Linked DNA regions of Danio rerio: region 1 is linked to region 2. The links are chromatin contacts, called in public Micro-C maps. All regions are on one chromosome and are shown on one strand. Each heading gives the region's core, a stretch centred on a gene start, on an enhancer-like site or on the middle of the called end of the contact. The rest is flanking DNA. Distances are from core to core; before and after follow the strand shown.

Region 1 (5,515 bases), core at 2,350-4,849, 150 kb after region 2:
TCTGCTCCGCTCAGCGCGAGTTCTCCCTGTTGCGAGGGCTTAAGTGTGTGCGTGCGTGTGTGCGTGCGTACGTGAGTGTGTTTGTTTGTTTCTTTGGTGCTGTCTATGTTTGTGTATGTGTTTGAATGAGAGATAGTGTGGTACTGTGTGTCTGTGTGTTTATACAGACAGCTTGTTATAGCCTCCCCCCAAAATATAACACTGTATATGGAAAGCATCGTCAATGCACCGTGATATCGTATCGAACCGAAGGCATGATAATCGTAACCGAACCGAACCGTGAGACCAGTATAGGTTCACACCTCTAATATATATATATACATACATGCCTAATATAAAATGGCCAGAAAGTGATTATTTTTTATAAATGGTCAAAATATTGGTGTCTGTAATGCAGCAAGTCCAGAGACTGTTGTGTTCACCATTATTTTATATAAAATTGATTTTAATGTGTGACATGGAAAAAAAAAAGTGGTGACATACAGTATACAAATATTTTCTCAATTTAAATGAGCAGCGGCTTGGACCCAGAACAGGAACAGTATTTCATATGTCACGACTAAACAAGCAGATAGTTATTCATGGGATTATTGATTATGTTCACCTGTGTCTTGTTTAGTTCCTCATTTAGTCATGTTTTTAAGTCCTCATTATGGTTCTTCCTTTTGTCATGTTTATTTTTTCTCTAAATGTGACGCTATTACATAAATTGTTACAATTTTATAAATAAAGCAGTGACTTAAATGGATACCGCAAAAATTAAGTTTCAGCTAAGGAGCTTGTCTGTGTCAGGTTTGCATGATGTATTTGTGAGCATATACGAACTGGATATTACAGTATCTGTAGGTACGGTGTTTTCGTACAGGATAATTGTTTTGGAAAATCAATTGATGTGTGAACCTAATATTAGCAGCCACAGGTCCAATGTTCTGCATGAAACTCAATTGTTCATTGACCAATTACTGGTAAACAGATTTTCAGGGAATAATAAAAATCATGAGCTGCTTCAGCCTCTGGTCCCTGCCTCCAAGCTCCCTATTAAATGTGATTAACTAACAAATACTTCAAAGCAGCATTAGCTGTAAATCGGTCTGGGCACCAAACAGAGAGGCGAAGCCTGACAGCCTTTGTGCACCCTTAAAGTACAAAAGGGGGTCTGTATCGGGTAGGACAGTAGGGCCTGAGTCGCCTCACCAAAGAACACATGCACACACTGCTGTATTACACTGTTGGGCATTGCTGCTCTCATTCTTTAAACGAAGGATCATGAGACAGGCTCATCCCTGAACTCCCTAACGGCATGAACATGGTCCCACTCTGGGGGCCTCTCCCATGGATACGAAGCAATGAACCAATCCAGGAGGCAATCATAACTTCAAAACACATAATAAAACAGGTCAGAGAAAGAGTGGTCGGCTGCTACGCCAACAGACCTTGAGTGCATGAGGATGCTGGCTATAAACCTTGGGCTGAACTCTCAGTGTTTGCATCAGATGTGTAAATCCCATAACTTGCCGTTGCTCAGCTTAAGCCTATGGACGTAGTCGTCTTTACCTCCCTTTCTGTCTCGTCATGTGGCTTCTTATGGTAGGATTAGACAAGTCACTAGCAGGACAAGATTACAGCGAATAGTAAGTGCTGTGTTCATTCATTCCCTCACAATCACAAAGAATACAAATTCCTGTACCCCAATCAAGCATTCATCTGGCCTAGATGAAAAAGGAGGTGGAGAGAGGCAATGGGTGACAAAGAAAGAGACAGGGACAGAAAGGGAGAAATATGAGTTATATTTTGTTGGCCGATTGGTAATTAGGGCTTGAGCTAATTCTGTTAATCCTGGCTGGTTTAAACCTGCGGGAGGGCTGCATTGCTCGCATGGCTGCCATGGTAAATCACACCCTTAACTTATTGCCATGAGCATGCATGTCAAAGATTTGTGATTGTAGTGCTGCAGGGTAACATTCATTAACTCTTTCTGGGATTTACTCTCACTGTTAGAAATGTACTGCCAACTATAAAAGGGAATATTTGAATAGATTGCTCTGATTGTTAGAATGTAAAATAAGCTCACTGTCAAAATGGCTGTGATGGCCAAACACATTTTTAAAGTTTTAAATTGACTTTTCGGTGGATTAAAGATGGGAATAGAGGCTTATTGTTCATAAAAAAGGCACACATTTAAAACCTATTTTAACTGGCAAAGAAGTTGAAAGTACTGTAGCAAAATATTTAGGATATTTAAAAATACCTGGTGGTGAACAAGAAATTTTCAACATATCAGACATTTTAATTAGTGTGCATATTAAAATGTTATTTGAAAAAACAAACATAGATATTATGCTGTTAACAGCAACTTAAACATAACAAAAAATGTTTTTACTCTAAAAATAGGACTTACTTTTTTAACAAATTATCAGTATTTATCCTCAAAGTACAGTATGAACTTACAGCTAAATTCCTATCAATACAAATAAAATTAATTTGCATAAAGCCCGCCAAGGTGATGTAGCAGCACGTGCCACTTCCTCCAGTTGCATCGACTGCATGATGAAATTCGTCTGAACATTTTCAGCATCCTCACTTCCTCCTATAGTCAAAACACGCCTTTTCAGTTTTGAAACGTAGCGTCCTCGTCTATAATTACATATTTACTATCACACGTGTAGTTTAAATAATTTATTTCTTTACAATTGCTATGACAGATGATAGAAGCAAAGAAGCGCGCAAATGACAGCTGAGGTAAGTTAAAGTCCAACGTCACAAACGGTCAACTGAGAAGATTCACTTAGAATAGTGTGATTTTGGTGATTTAATTCATAAATTAAATAAAGTATTTAAAGTTTTAGAGGCTTAACAGTGTAGGTAACAGTTTACTTACGTATACACAGACAAGCCACCAGCTTAGCCCCTGTTTCAGGGACGGGACAGACAGGAAAGATTGGCTTCAGGATGTAAGTGGCGAAAACATATGCGACAATATACTGCGAGGACGGCCTGATGATGAGCAGCTCGATCCACAGTTTCAGAAACGCAGGCAGGGAGCCGTAAACTTCAAGGATGTAAGCGTAGTCACCCCCTGATTTGGTGATAGTGGTCCCTAGTTCGGCGTAGCACAGCGCGCCTATAGTGGAGAAGACGCCGCACACAGTCCAGACAACCAGAGATAGCCCGACCGAACCGGCTTCTTTCACCACTCCGGTTGGGGTCACGAAGATGCCAGAGCCAATGATGGTGCCCACAATGATGGCCACGCCGTTCACCAGAGTTATAGTTCTTTTCAGCACGACTGTCTCTTCTCCATCCGCAGGGCTGATATCTGTGCTCGGGCTTCCAGGCGTGATGTCTCCTGACGGGCTCGTGTTCCCATTTCCACCCCTGCCTGTGAGCATCTTCTCCGTCACCTGCTTGTCGTCTTCATCCCGTTCCGTGGATGCATTTGAACTCCGTTTCTTTAGCCCGGACATCGCGTCCTCTTGTCAAACAAAGCAACGCGCTTTGTACTTGGGTATTAGGTGTGAAAACGACCCGTTCAGCTCCTTCAGAATGGGCTCGGCTGATTCACGTTGATACCGTGGAGTCTGCTCTGACTCACAGAAACGTGGTATCTGAAGTGTGTCAACGTTGTAGAGGCGGACAAAAGCATCCCCTGATTCGGCCTGCCTCTTTCCTCCTAATAAAGGCGCGTCACCGCGTCACTGGATCTAGAGATCTGTTTGTGCTGTGCTCGTCGCCCTCTAGTGTCTACATTCATTTCATGATAAAAATTCTTGTTCTGAGAGATCAAGCAGGTTGAGCAGGTTAGAGTTTTGGATTATTGTTCAGTTTCCATTTGAGATTTGTATAAATAATGTTCTTATTAGAGCTATATAATAACCAGTAAGTCTATTCGATACATTCTCTTGACATTTTAAATAGCATGATAAACTAGACTCTATACAGTACTTTCAAAGTTGCAGTTTTTCCTACACCCATGACGATTTGCCAAAATTATGCCTCTAACTTTTGTTCAAATGTAAACAATATGAAAAAGGTCTGTATGACAAATGCATAAGCATTTTCTAAAAAGGAGTATAATGAGCAGAGCCAATAGAGCCAAATCAGTCTCAAAAATAATACATTTACAAAATATAATCCATACATTCACAACAGTTCAAATGTACAAAATCCAATTCACTAATTCAAAACGCGATTCATAAATACACAAATCCAATTCGTAAATTTAAAATGTGATTTGTAAATACACAAATACAATTTGTAAATTCAAAATGCGATTCATAAATACACAAATTTAATCCATAAATTCAAAGCGCGATTTATAAATACACAAATCCAATTCGTGAACTCAAAACACGATTCATAAATACACTAATCCAATACATAAATTCAAAACAATTCATAAATACACAAACCCAATTTATAAATGCAAAACGCAATTCATAAATAAACAAACCCAATTTATAAATGCAAAACGCAATTCATAAATAAACAAACCCAATTTATAAATGCAAAACGCAATTCATAAATACACAAATCCAACTTGCAAATTCAAAACATGATTTCAAAATACACAAATCCAATTTGTAAAATTCAAAATGCGATTTTTAAATACACAAATTCAATTAGTAAACTCAAAACACAATTCATAAATACACAAATCCAATTCATTTGGCAAAAAAAAAAAACTTTTGAATTCACGAATTGTGTGTTGAATTTATGAATTGTTTATTTTATTTACAAATTAGATATTGTAAATGTGAATAGTGCTGTGCATGTATGAATCTTATTTTGTAAACGTTATTTTTTTAGACTGATCTGGCTCCATAGGTGACTGCTGGTGTAGAAACATTCTAGTAAACAAAACAAAAATAATAAAATTTTAACAGTTGTTTAAAACACCCATGTGGGGGGGGGGGGGGGGGGGGGGGGGGGGGGTTCTTGTAAATAGATCAGGGTAGAGAAATGAGAATATCTTAGCACCTTTAGTGTAAACCTAATGGGATATAGAATTAATTAAATCCAGAGGGCAGACCAAAACAATGCCATATTTGTTTTTTCACATCTTTACAGCTGAATACAAATGAGGACTACTAATTCTAAAAAATAATACTAAACAGAATAAACTTTTTAAATTAATAAAATTAGATTTTTATACCCTCATAGTATAGTAAAGTGGAATATGTTGATGTATTTTTTTAAGTTTTACACATTTTTAGTTTGGCATTTCTATCACAATCCATACAAACCCAATGCAATTCACCTTGAACTTGAACAATTGGTTAGGAAACTGGATAATGAGTTTTTCCTCTAGAATGACTAGACGTTTTTTTTCCAAATGCTTAATTTCAGTTTTAAATATATTCAGAATCCCTGGCTAGACGTGAAGTACCATTAGCTGCCATTTCTCATTCACCTCTTGACAATTCTTTGATCATAATGTCTGAAGAAACTTATGAAAAAATAACAAAGTTGTCCCTGCTAATTTCCTGTTTTCAAGTAGACCCTTGAAAAAAAATCA
Region 2 (5,870 bases), core at 1,013-3,512:
TAACCTATCAACATTGTTTGTCTTTTGATGCCTAACTGTCATTTTATTAATTTCTCGTAGGTTTTTCAAGATTGCGTGGTTGTTAGTGAGGCAACCTTTGTAAAAACATGAAGAATGCACACACTTTCTCTGCAATCTCTCTTACACACACTCCCACACTCTGCCCTGCTGATCCAACTTCATAAAATCTCCCCCTCGTTCTCTAATGCTAATCAAGCCGACAGCAGGCTATCACTAAAGTAGCCAGATAAGCTTAAACCACCAGAAGCAATGAGTTAGCATAGCTCAAACACATTTATGTAGTGTAATGAATCACATAAATGAAATCTTCTCGGAGTCAAGCTGTAGGTGACCTGTTTACTGCATGAAACCTGGGTTCTCACTACCTGCTGAGCCAAAGCAGCATGTCAGAGTATTTTTACCCAGCTCCGTCAGAGTTGATCCCCTGTAATTGAAAGGATAAATTCCCCTCCTCTTCTTTACAAACAGACTGTTAAACACAATCGCAGATCAAAACTGATGGTAAGTTTACATGATTTTTTTTTAATTTCACGCAAGTACAAATACATATCTTCATATAACCGCTTGAATCCTTCATCTTTACAGGCTACTGTAATCAATAAAAACTTCAGGTAGAAAGGAGAAATACTTACAATTTATTAAAAAGCATGGTATAATTAAAGACATATAAATGAAAAAATAATAACTTTTTATGAGTCACCACAATAAAAGTTGTCCACTGTGTCTTACAGATAACATGGAAGCCATTGAAGAATTTTCAGGATGATCAAGTGCCAAGGTCAACAGACCAGATTTTATATTAACTCACCTGCAACGGGAAGAGATTTAATGCAATATCTCAAGCCATATCATTAACCGACAAATGCTCTAATTATTCTATGAGGGCAGAGCAATGGAGATTTAGCAGGAGGGTAGGGGGAGGACTAAGCCGGGCAATTAGGAAAAGCAATCTTTGCTCCCTGAGGTGGATGAAGAGAGAGAGAGTGGTAAGTATTACCACAGTGCATGTCTCTTTAAATGAAGGGAGAGCAAGGGAGAGAGAGAGAGCATGTGAAAGGGGGAGGGGGAGTTGGCTGCGTTGGAACAGTCCGCCTCTAATGAGCAGATTTGAGAGACACCAGTGTAAGAGAGAGAGAGAGACGTCTAAGCATATGGGGGAATAAGATGACGACGAAGGAAAAGACAATCAGCGTCACACAAAAATCATCCCAACAACGTGACTGAGTCAAGGAGGAGCAGAAGAAGGTAAATCAGGAACGATGCATCTGGTTTTCCCACCTGCAAGCAAACCGAAGCACAGGATTTTTATACAAACCTGAAAAGAGAGCGGAGGGGGAAATCGGAGACAACGACAAAACAGTGCCCAGATAAGGAATTAATCACATCAGTTTGCTTGCGATCAAGCTGTGCTCTCATCCTGATCTGGTGAAAGCGCGCGTATATATGCATGCGATTGTGTGTGGATAGAGACTGCATTGCTGCTAGCTGACGGAGACTAAAGCTTGCAGAATCCGTCGCTCTCTTCTTTTTTTCTTGTTTCTCTTGCACTCTGTCTCCCTGTATGGCATCAGCATGTCAGGTGGATTTGGTACAACAGTGAGTGAGCTCCTGGCAAAGTGGATGCATTTGTAAATGCTACCTGCCTGCTTCATCTATCGGCCATCACTCTGAGGACTCACAGGTTTCTAGGTGGAGTCTGGAGGTCTCCGCTACTGGGAGGGGAAGTGAAACAGCTCAAAGCCCCAGAGAGGGTGAGCGGGAGCGCGGGTAGGTGTGTGCTGGCACAGGGGCCCTCTGTGGAGCAGGAACGAAGAGGGGGCCAGAGCATCAGAACCGAGAGAATTGTTGCTGCGTTGGTAACAGTAGAACAAGGCGCATGGCTGGCGTGGGCCCACTTTCGTTGAGAAGCAACTGCAGGGAAGCAACTTGTGAATAAAACGCTCCACTCCTAGAAGAGGATGGTCTGAGAGGGCTCAAGCTGCTCCTGCCTTGTTTGACAGGAGGGGACTACTGCCCAAGAGGGCTCGTTCTTTGTTCTTTTAACTTTTTGCATAGTTTTTTAAAATCTTTTTATTTTTTTAAAGACCATCAGAAGAAAGCAGAAGAAAGGGGCGTTTGTATCCCCAGCTTTCTACCACCACCCTGGCTCAATTTCCAAGTATTGTTTTGTTTGGGTATTACTTTTTTTTCTCTTTCTTTTCTTTTTGAGATTTGGGGTATTTGCCAAAACCTATTTCATGCATGTCCACTGGGGGCAGGTTCAACTTTGATGATGGGGGATCATACTGTGGAGGGTGGGAAGAGGGAAAGGCCCATGGCCATGGCATCTGCACAGGACCCAAGGGCCAAGGCGAGTATGCGGGCTCCTGGAGTCACGGTTTTGAGGTGGTCGGTATCTATACCTGGCCCAGTGGGAACACTTTTCAGGGGACATGGGCACAAGGCAAGCGGCATGGCATTGGAATTGAAAACAAGGGCAAGTGGGTTTATAAGGGTGAGTGGACACATGGATTTAAGGGACGCTATGGTGTGCGGGAAAGCACAGGAACCAGCGGCAAGTATGAGGGCACGTGGAACAATGGCCTACAGGATGGATATGGAACAGAGACATACTCTGATGGAGGTAAGAGACTAAAGGACTTTTTTGCTAAAGAGTAAGAGCTATAACCATTTACTCACCCTTTTGTCTTTAGAAACCTCTCTGACTTTTAACTTCAGCACCAAGTATTGTTCTATTTTCCTGTCATACAGGTTTAGAATTTCATAAGGGCAAGTTCTGCTAACTGTACCATCAATGACTAAAACAGATTTCTATAATACCTTATTTTCATTTTTGAACCACTCTTCACTTTTTGATTTCGTCACCTTGGAATTAGGAGGTTTTAGCTGCGTTCTAAATGATTTTGAGATATTGAGCTTTAAAGTTTTTGCATTCCATAGCAAACTGTGTAACATTTGTTTTTGTTTTTTTATAAAAAGTCTTAAAATGTAAACAACTTATAAAAAAAACATCCCATAATTTAAATAAGTTGTCATTTTATAAGAATATGTGAATAAAAAAATTTTGACAAAAATGTCAGATAGAACCTTATAATTCTAAGGTGATGATTTGTAGTCAGATTTTTTGATCCATCATCTAATAATCATTTAAACTCCACTCTCCACTAACTGGTGATAAGATCACTTTAGAACTTAAGAACAATTGGACAACTAACAAACAGGGATAAAATTTGACGAAATACCAGAACCCCTTTATTTGAGTAGTAACAAAGTTTCTGGTGTACAAAACAAAATACAAGAGCTCCTGGCTAACAACTTGATTAGGAAAAATGATAGCTGCGTCCCAAATTGCATACTTATGCACTATTCTACGCCATTTTGTAGTATAAATAGTGTAAGTAGTGTGTTCACACTGAAAACTCTTAAAATAATAAGTGCACTTTAATTACCCGGATGATGCATTCATTCAGCCGCTAAAATGAGGTGTGTAATGATGGACACTTCACGCACTCAACGACCGCAGGTTTGCTTACGTAGTGGAAGGGGCGGAGCTATCGGACGCACATGTTGGATAACTTTATTTATTTTGGATGGAGAAAGCAAAATTCTCCTACGAGAGTGATTATATCGCCTCCCGATGGTGAATGCGGCAATACTCACGATAGGTATTATTTGATAATTCTTTTGTTTATTTCGCTGATTTGGCAACCGTCAAACGTCATCAGGGAAACGGTTTGAATTTCCGTTTAGTAAAAAAACATTAGTGTGCCATTTGGGACAACACTACATACATGTAATATTCTGTTGAGTGTGTAAGTGCATAAGTACATACAGTAGTGCATGAGTGCATAGTGTATAGTGTGCCATTTGGGACGCAGCTGATGTGAAGACAAAATAACATAAACATACAAAAAAAAGTTGGTTTGAAATGACATTAGACTGAGTAAATGATTTAATTTAATATTTCAGGTGAATTACCCTTGTAAATAAGTAGGTAGAGTAGAAGTGCATGTAGAGACTCAGGTGGCAATAATATAACATATATTATTTTCAATCGTAAATCTGAAAAAAAAAAAAAAGCTGAATGTCTGGCTGTTAAGATATATACATATCCTACCCATCCCTGTATCTGTGACTATAAAAAGTAAAATCGGCAACCATTTTACTGTTTTAAGTTGAACAAAGTGTCCATTCTGGTGAATGAGGGATGTACTTATATCAACAGTGTATCTATTTTCAGATCAGCATAACCTCTCTCTCTTTGTTTCATTCTCTCAATCTCCCTGCATTATGGAAGTGCTGCCTGTGTGTCTTTTACAGCAAGTTGCTGTGGAAACCTACGCAGACTCTGGCAGCAGGTCAGCATGTCACTGGAGACTCTGTGCTCGCCAATCTGATTGGCTGGCCGACTCGCTAATGGTGTTTACTTACTTTGGTACTAATCTGGGCCACTTAATCACAACCACAGTAAGCAGTCAGAGAAGACAGAGATTGAGATGAAGGGGGGGAAAAAAGTATATGAAAATGAGCCAGAGAAGAGAGAGACGATACAGGACAAGGTTAATAGGGCCACAAAGAGGTTACAGTAGCATTATCAGCTCACGGTGCTGTCTGAGTACACTACAGCTGCCACACACCAAAGCATCTGTTCACATTATGACCTGAATTCCCCCATCACACTAAAGAGGACAGGTTTGTTTCTCTCGGATTCTACTGGACAAGAAGAGACTAAAAGTTTGGAATATTATAAAACAAATCTTTATTATGAATATAAGCCGGCATTTGTGGGTTTGCAGTGAATCAAATCTGTTAACTTGAAATCACTTGCATTAATCTTTGATTTAATAACATGTCATGTTTACTCCTCTCAGCTTATGTGGGATTACTTGTCTTACGGCATTGTGCCGGATATGTCCGATTTTTGCTATCAAGGTTGCTCTGTTTTCAGTTTCTGATGTAACCTTAATGATTATTTAGTAGTCACAGAGTTAAGTACTTATATACATCAATGTGGATTCTCTGGACATGATGACACTGTTGGCCTCAAGCAACGTTGTGTGCCTTATATACAGCAATTCCCAGCACTCTTGCTTGACTAAAACTCAAATGCTGATCAATCTGGTCTCTGAAAAGTGGCTTTCAGCATCACTCAAAAGCAAATTGAATTACCTAGAATCATACATACCAGTTGTGCATACCAGTTATACGTTTCAAATCAATTCAGGCGGATTACAAATTGTTTACAATCCAAAAATGCGGACTATTACACATAACCTGCATCGCAATGAAATAAGTGGCTCAAAACAACTTAATAGCTGATCAATCTGCCTTCTGAAAAGCATTGCTCAAAAGCTAATTGAAACACTCAAACATATCAGATATGCGGTTCAAATGAATTCAGGCTGATTGTATATTGTTTATAATCCTAGAATGGGGACTACTCCACTTCTCAGACTCATCACCTACATAACACTAGAAAAAAAATAGTCAAGCTGAAATCCCCTTAAACGGATAACAGCCTGCTAGTCTATGTAGGCTTACCGAGAGATTTGGTTTAAAGTATAGCTTTATTTTGTATTGTCAAGTGTTGTCGCAACACCAGTGCCCCATATACATAACACATCGCCTTAATAAACAACTGTCTACATAAGCCTGAACATGCTATAAAAGAGTGCAGTTCGCATCAGAGAAAAGTCACCTCTGGCCTGCCACGTGAGGCTCTTATTGTTTCCCAAGCCTTGGTTTATCTTTCAGTAGGTTATGAATGAGAGATCATATATGATCTAGTCCATCTATTGATGCTAACAAATGTTTTCTACCAAGTCTGTCCTGGATTTGAGGCCACTAGA

What was found. A called contact is a pair of places that touch in the nucleus more often than the background predicts.
Region 1: a Micro-C map of caudal fin shows a contact between it and region 2, with 2.7 times the contacts expected there. The contact joins the promoter of slc7a5 here to the promoter of jph3b in region 2. A contact is called at or near these places in 3 of 18 Hi-C or Micro-C datasets (caudal fin, hematopoietic stem cells and an unstated tissue) and 1 of 4 datasets of contacts at active chromatin or transcription factors (embryo).

What each region holds. Positions count from the first base shown.
Region 1 is chr25:13,670,557-13,676,071 of GRCz12tu, forward strand. It overlaps slc7a5 (solute carrier family 7 member 5), which reads right to left and starts at 3,600. Exons shown (of 10, transcript NM_001128358.1): 1 at 2,879-3,600. The coding sequence starts at 3,464.
Region 2 is chr25:13,523,355-13,529,224 of GRCz12tu, forward strand. It overlaps jph3b (junctophilin 3b), which reads left to right and starts at 2,263. Exons shown (of 5, transcript NM_001122702.1): 1 at 2,263-2,644. The coding sequence starts at 2,263.